2 separate regions of the Mus musculus genome follow, and region 2 is linked to region 1. The links are chromatin contacts, called in public HiChIP or PLAC-seq maps. All regions are on one chromosome and are shown on one strand. The core of a region is the stretch at or near the end of the contact, and the rest is flanking DNA. Distances in the headings are between cores, read along the strand shown. Region 1 has its middle 130 kb from the start of Gm33236. Region 2 overlaps Bcl11b (B cell leukemia/lymphoma 11B).

Evidence for each region. HiChIP or PLAC-seq counts read pairs in DNA pulled down with a chosen protein or histone mark.
Region 2: an H3K27ac HiChIP or PLAC-seq map of stem cell-derived neural progenitor cells shows a contact between it and region 1, with 4 times the contacts expected there. The contact joins two enhancer-like sites. A contact is called at or near these places in 2 of 484 Hi-C or Micro-C datasets (cerebral cortex and stem cell-derived neural progenitor cells) and 3 of 115 datasets of contacts at active chromatin or transcription factors (double positive thymocytes, embryonic basal ganglia and stem cell-derived neural progenitor cells).

The regions. Positions count from the first base shown.
Region 1 is chr12:107,515,407-107,518,675 of GRCm38.p6, reverse strand. No RefSeq gene overlaps it. Among named protein-coding and RNA genes, the nearest start is that of Gm33236, 130 kb to the left of the region's middle. Within about 2 kb of position 1,870, at least 50 of the 459 cell types and tissues checked have an H3K27ac peak or open chromatin away from gene starts, as enhancers often do. A contact at or near this core is called in stem cell-derived neural progenitor cells, where this site is marked.
Region 2 is chr12:107,933,816-107,936,736 of GRCm38.p6, reverse strand. All of the region lies in intron 3 of Bcl11b (B cell leukemia/lymphoma 11B), which reads left to right. Among named protein-coding and RNA genes, the nearest start is that of Bcl11b, 68 kb to the left of the region's middle. Within about 2 kb of position 1,491, at least 19 of the 459 cell types and tissues checked have an H3K27ac peak or open chromatin away from gene starts, as enhancers often do. A contact at or near this core is called in stem cell-derived neural progenitor cells, where this site is marked.

The sequences.
Region 1 (3,269 bases), core at 621-3,120:
CAAGTTCACCTTGCAGAGACTTAGGGCAACTCCACTGGGTTTAGAATGAGCTGGAGGGTGGGAGGAAGCAACTTGGGTGTTTGGGGGGAAGATTTAGAATAGAAAGACACCCACACATTGGGTCAGGCTCCACTGCAGCTGAGCCTATCACCCATGCAGCATCTTTGCTCTGCAGAGACCGGCAGCCCGAAGTCATCCTTGGGAACATGGAGATCATTTCCCCGCCCTCCCCCAACAGGCTGTCTAAGATCTCAACCAGCTCCCAGGTCTGCAATACGCTTGGATCAGGGCTGGCACCATCCAACTTTCAGCTCTTTGAAAAGTTTGCTTAAGAATTGAGACATTACTTTTCACTTCCTAGAGAAGGTGTTATCTTTTCAGGATTCAAAGAGGCCGGAAAAAAATGTCCTCATTTTCCTTGGCAGACAACGTGCTGTGTTCTCTTGGTTGCTGATCGGCAAATCGAAACAGGCTTTTTTTTTTTAACCTCCCCCTTTTTTATCCCTCCTCGTTACCTGGACGTGGCTTTTTGGTCTTTCTCCCAACGAAGCCCTGGGTGAGACTTTGCAAGATGAAAGGGACGGTGGTGGAAGTGGCTGTCAGGGAGCCATCAAGAATTTAACATTTTGATTGCTAACTCTGCTATGTCAGGAGCACGTGTGTTTAAAAACCTGGGGAATTTGCAGTGAATTCATCTGAAAGGCGCTTCCGATTTTCCCGTGACACAAATAGACCTGGGGAATGTTCATGCCCTTCCGTTCTGGAATGTCAATCTGGGGGTTGTTTTCTGACCTCTCAGGGTACAGCGCTGAACTGGAGAAAGAGTTCAGACTCACTTTTTCTTCCTTCTTTTGACTGCATCAACACGTTCCCTCACCTGCCTTGGATCAGAAGCACAAATGAATGCATCCTTGTTGTGAATCCATAGACAAAGGTTGGGTATTGAAAATGACTGAGCTGCGGAGCCCTAGAAAGGGATTATGCTAACCCTGGGGATTTCTAGGGACAAGGAGGGAAAATCCGAGCAGAAGCAATTGTCTCAGGGAGAGTGGAGCCTACAAAGGCTGAGGTGACCCTCCCTGCTTTGAGATCTCACCTTCATTTGGAGGTGTCACCTGGACTCTCCAAAGCTTCATCTAAGCAAATGTTCCTGCAATAATAGACTCTCCATCCTTAGAGGGCTCCAACTGGTGCTGATGTCCCTGCATTCTCTAAGGACCAATGCTCCAGGCCTGCTCACCTGTTACTGGCTCCGTGATGCTGCGGGCCCATTAGAACCCAGGAAACCTGGTTCGCCCTCATCTGTAAATCATCTGTTAACTCTCATGAGATGATTGGCAGCTCTCAAAGAGGAAAATGTGCTCTTCGTGGGGCCCTGAAGGTGACTTCACCTCTCCCTATCACTTCCCTCCTCCTCCTTATATCTGGGGACGGAGGTGGAGGTCACTCTGTCTCCAGTGTCTCCCTATATAACCTGAGCTGTCCAGAGAAAAGCTTCTTGGACAGCCTGAATCTAGTTTTAAAGATAATTCTCAACTGAGTAGGTTAATTTACACACACACACACACACACACACACACACACACACACACACACTACACAATGGTAGGTTTCCATATTGCAGTGGCTTGCTGTTTGGCCAGTGTCTATTCCACACACCCATTTGGTGACTAGTCTGAACATAACTTTATCCTCTCCACCCCTCATTTCAGCGAGCCCTCTCTTTGTGTGGGAGCCATTAAGGCCACCCATTCTTAAATTAGCTCAGGAAAAAAAAAAGAGAGAGAAGAAGTGCATTTTATAGTCAAGCCAGTAGTAATTGGACACTGTGACTATGAGTGGCCCTTGCGGTGTTTGGATGTAGGCCAAATGTACCTTCTGTCTGTCTCTGACACCGGCAAACAATAGCGGTATTATTTACAGCGCTGGCTCCGTGCAATTCGGAAGGCCAGCTGCGAGAACAAAAGACTCCCTCACACTTGCTTGGCCCAGCCCTATTCTCAACCTGAGGCTCCAGCCATGTTTTGTAAATAATTCACCCCACAACCCCAAAGGATGTATCCTCTTTCCATTTTCCGCTGACCACAACTACAAAGAAAAGACAGTTCTCTCGTGCAAATCTTTGCAGGTTATGGGGTGTGGGAAGGAACAGCCAACGGGGCTTCATTCCTCTGTCTTGGGGTGCACAGTCACCACCATTGATCAGCTACAGACCAGCTAGCTGGAGGGCAGCAGAAACAGAGCCTGGGAAAACATGGACAAGGTCTGTTCCTGTGGGAAGTCCTGTTTCCCAGGGCACAGTTCTACAATTTGTCTACAGGACAAGTGGTGTCCCAGGCAACCACCACAGGTTGTCCCACTGGCTCATGGCAACACAACCCCTGGGATACTGACTGTCACATGGACTGAGATTCTAGAATCCAGAAAAGCAGACCCCACTGCTTTCAACTGTCCAGTTGTTGATCTACAAATAGGACATGGAACCAGAAAGAGCTTATCAGATAGTGCACATACCATTTATGCTTGAAGATGGGATCCCATTGTTCCTGACCTGGGTCCATGAAAGCTAGCTCTAGCCTGAATCGTGCCTCCAGCTCACCAGCAAAGGACCCTTCCTACAATCTATCCACAGCAATCTGTGGGTCCTTGTCACCTTTTCCCACATTGAACCATGCTGTCTCCCCTATCCCTCAGTGGAGCTGGCCTCTGCTACATCTTGGGACCTAATGTCTGCCGACACTCTTCCCAAATGGATACAGGGACCTCCCTAGGCAGGTTCAGCCTGTGGGTCTCCCTATACACAGAGGCCATAGGAGAGCCTTAGGTACCATTCCTCTGGTACTGGCCGCTTTTTGGGTTGAGACAGGGTCTCTTACTGCTCTGGAACTCACCAAGCAGGCAAGTGGATAGATGGATGGAGGGAGGGAGGATATACAAATGATCAAGTGGAAGGATAAACACTGTCTGGCCCCATCACCTGTGCTGCGTGCTTCCATGGGCATTCTTGACTGTGCCTGACCCCGGAGTTCCGTCTGTCTGTTTTTCAGTCTGTCTCTGTCCCTCTGATTACTCACGTTCTTTGTCTTATATTCTAATTCCCCATTGTGGATGGGGTCCCCCAGCCCTTCAGATTATATAGCCTCACCTGCCACCTTTGTGCCATCCTGGAATAGAACTGTCAGAGTCTCCTTTGTCTCTTTGAGGGACAGCTCTGTCACTCACTTCCTTCAGGGTATCTATTGTGAGGTAGGTGTGCATGGGCCCGGTGC
Region 2 (2,921 bases), core at 242-2,741, 420 kb before region 1:
GGGACGTGACTGTCTAGGTGAGGCTGGGTCTCTTCATGCTGCTGGTAAATTGATGACTTCCTATTCTCCTCCACCAAACTGTTCCCCAGCCCCTGGCTGTGGTCACTGACACCCAGATAGATGTGGTAACAATCCTATTCCGTGTGTGGGGCTGGGTGGGGGTGAGAGCGGCTGGGCCTCTCTGTGTTACCAGAAGAAGCTCACTAGATATGCAGGTGATCCTCCCCCCCCCTCCCCCCCGCGAGGTCTTCATTTCCTTCTGGAATGCCCCTCGACACCTCCTGACACACAGAGGGGCTAGAGTCTTGTCACATAAAGAAAAAAAATTACTTTATTTCCAATTTTCCATCTCACACACTCACTCATTTTCTTTATTAGGTGCACTATGGATATTAGAGAGAGAGAAAATGACATTTCTGCCGTGAATTCAAAGCGCGGGCCCCTGCTTTGCATAGTAGCTTATACTGATTGGCAGGAGGGGCCCCTGGGTCTGGAGCCTTCAGGGTGCTGCTTGGTCCATGCTGGGTCCCTGATGCTGTGTGTTCTCTGCCCAGGAACCCATTTCTTCCCACGTAACCGCTCCTCGCTTCTGGTTCTGTCGCCAGTCTTCTGTCTAGACAGTGCCTTAGAGCTCAGTGATTGGGAGCAAAGGCTGGGTTGTTCCTCCTAGGACCCAAGGACCAGGGAGGCAGAAGGGCTGGCCTGTGGCTTCTTCTGGCTCTGGTTTGGGGGGGGGGGGTCTCAGTTCTTGCAACTGTGAACAACGCAACAGTAAATCCTCAGCATAAGAGAGACATTTGAATGAAGTGCCCAGCACACAGTGAGTTCTTTTTCTATCTACAACTTCTAGCCTAGGCTTCAATAGCACCACAGTTAGTATGGTAGGATCTGTTCTCTAAGGGGTGGGGACTGAACACCTCCAAAACACCCGGCAAGTGAGGTACCAAAGTAGGTGTCTCGTCTCCTCCATCCAGAGAAGCCTCGTGATCTTTTAGAGTTGCAGGTGTGCACTCTGGCCATCTTCAGGGCTCAGTTTCACTTGTAAGAACCTCGGGACCTCGTCATATCGTCCCATTTCACCAGACACCCACATACACTCTGACAAGGCGGACATTTCCCTAGGGTGCTTCAGACTTCCAGAGACCTTGAGGGTGGACACTCTCCTGTTGCCTTAGCTTCCGGGGCCGGGCATGGTCAGGAAAGGAGGCTAGGGGGTTAGCTGACAATGTCCTGACACTGCAAGCTCTCTGGGAGCCAGCTTTGGGTGATGATGGAGGACAGGTTGCTGCCGGTTGCAGAGTGGGTCAGCCCACCTGGTGCGTACCGACGGGGAGTAGGGTGGGTGGGAGGGGGGGGTCAGGGTGTTTAAATGCTGTCCCCATCTCCTTTGTGAGATCTGGAAAAGATATTTGCAGCCAGTAGGCACAGTGCAAAGAAGGCGACCATCCTCCTTTGCCTGTGTAGAGGAACTTGGGAACCTTTCTTTCCCCTGGTTGCCTGGTTACAAGATCATCTGTCACGTGTTCCTGGAGAAGGGTGCTTGGCTGGGGAGATGTGGCAGGCGGTGTGTGTGTGGGGGGGGGGGTGGCGGGGGAGGCGCCGGGAGATAGTGTCTGCTGTGGGAATCAATGGGCACCTTCGATCATATCACAATCCCATTCCTATTACACCGGACAGCCCCACTGCCCAGCTGCCCTCTCAAAGCCTCGGACCGCTGGGGCTTTTTTGATGCATGAATGAAGACTGGGAAGTGGGCCAGGACTTGGCTCCTGGGCTTCTTCATCATTTATTAGCTCCTAGTTTTAATTGTTTCTCGACTTCTTTCCAGATATTTATCTAGGAGAAATTGTCAGACCTTGCCGCGTGGTGCGGACACGCAGGGCAGGGCGGGTACTGACTGCAGAATCTGAACAGCCTCTCTGATGAGTCCGGCTGGAATTGCTTGGGTACCTACTGTGTGCTATGTGCAGTCTCCTGCCCATGAAAGACTAGTCTTCCTGGGGGTGCAGACAAAGGAATAGTATTTGGGTTGTGTTTTGAGTGTGCCTGTGGCAGAGCTCCTGGGACGGAGGTGAACTCTGATCCCTGAAAGGTCGCCTTATGTCCTGGGGCTTTGCACTCTCAGACTGGAATCTAAAGTGGTTGAACCTTACACGAGGTTGCTAAAGGCGCTTGGAACTGCTCAGCAACCCTCAGGTGGGGGCAGAGCACTGAGGGTGTTGAGCTCACAGAAGTGTCCTGGGGTGGAGTAGGACCAGGTGAGGATGCTGGGAGTGCCTTCTTCCTCTGAGCTCTAGCAGCAGTGGGAGAGAGAAGTATAATGGAGAATACCACAGAGGAAGCCAGGGGGACTTTGGGGGAGGAGCCATTGAAGGGGGAGGAGCCATTGAAGACCTTTTCCCTTCTTTCTATGAACTAAGCTGTGTGTGGGTCAGAGTGGACGCTGTTGGTGCTTACGGTTGTTTTGCTGAGCAGGACTCAGGTGTAAGTCGGGGAGCCCAGGCTGGCTCACTCAGCACACGTCGGAGGACATCTGCCCTTGCTTTGGCAGACAGAGAACTCTTTTCAATGGAGGAGCAGGGTTCTAGGGCCTGAGACTTAGATCGGCCACCTTGGAAGTCATTTTGCATTAGGTAGTGTCAATTTCTCCTTCTGCGCTCTCCAGGGAGAGATTCTGAGCCACGGCCAGCTAGAGTGGGAAGGGCGGGCTCCGTTCCACTAGAAACCCTGTCAATGGTGTTCGTTAAGTAAGCCTCACTCTTGTGCTTTGGCTCCACTGCACCCCTTGGGAGCCATGGTAGATGGAATTGCCATGTGAGCATGGTGAGGTGCCTCATCTTCATGACTGGCTGTTAGCTTCCTCCATGGGCTATTGCCATGGAAGGTAGCATGCCCCTTGGTTAAAAGGCTGGCTCGTGAGT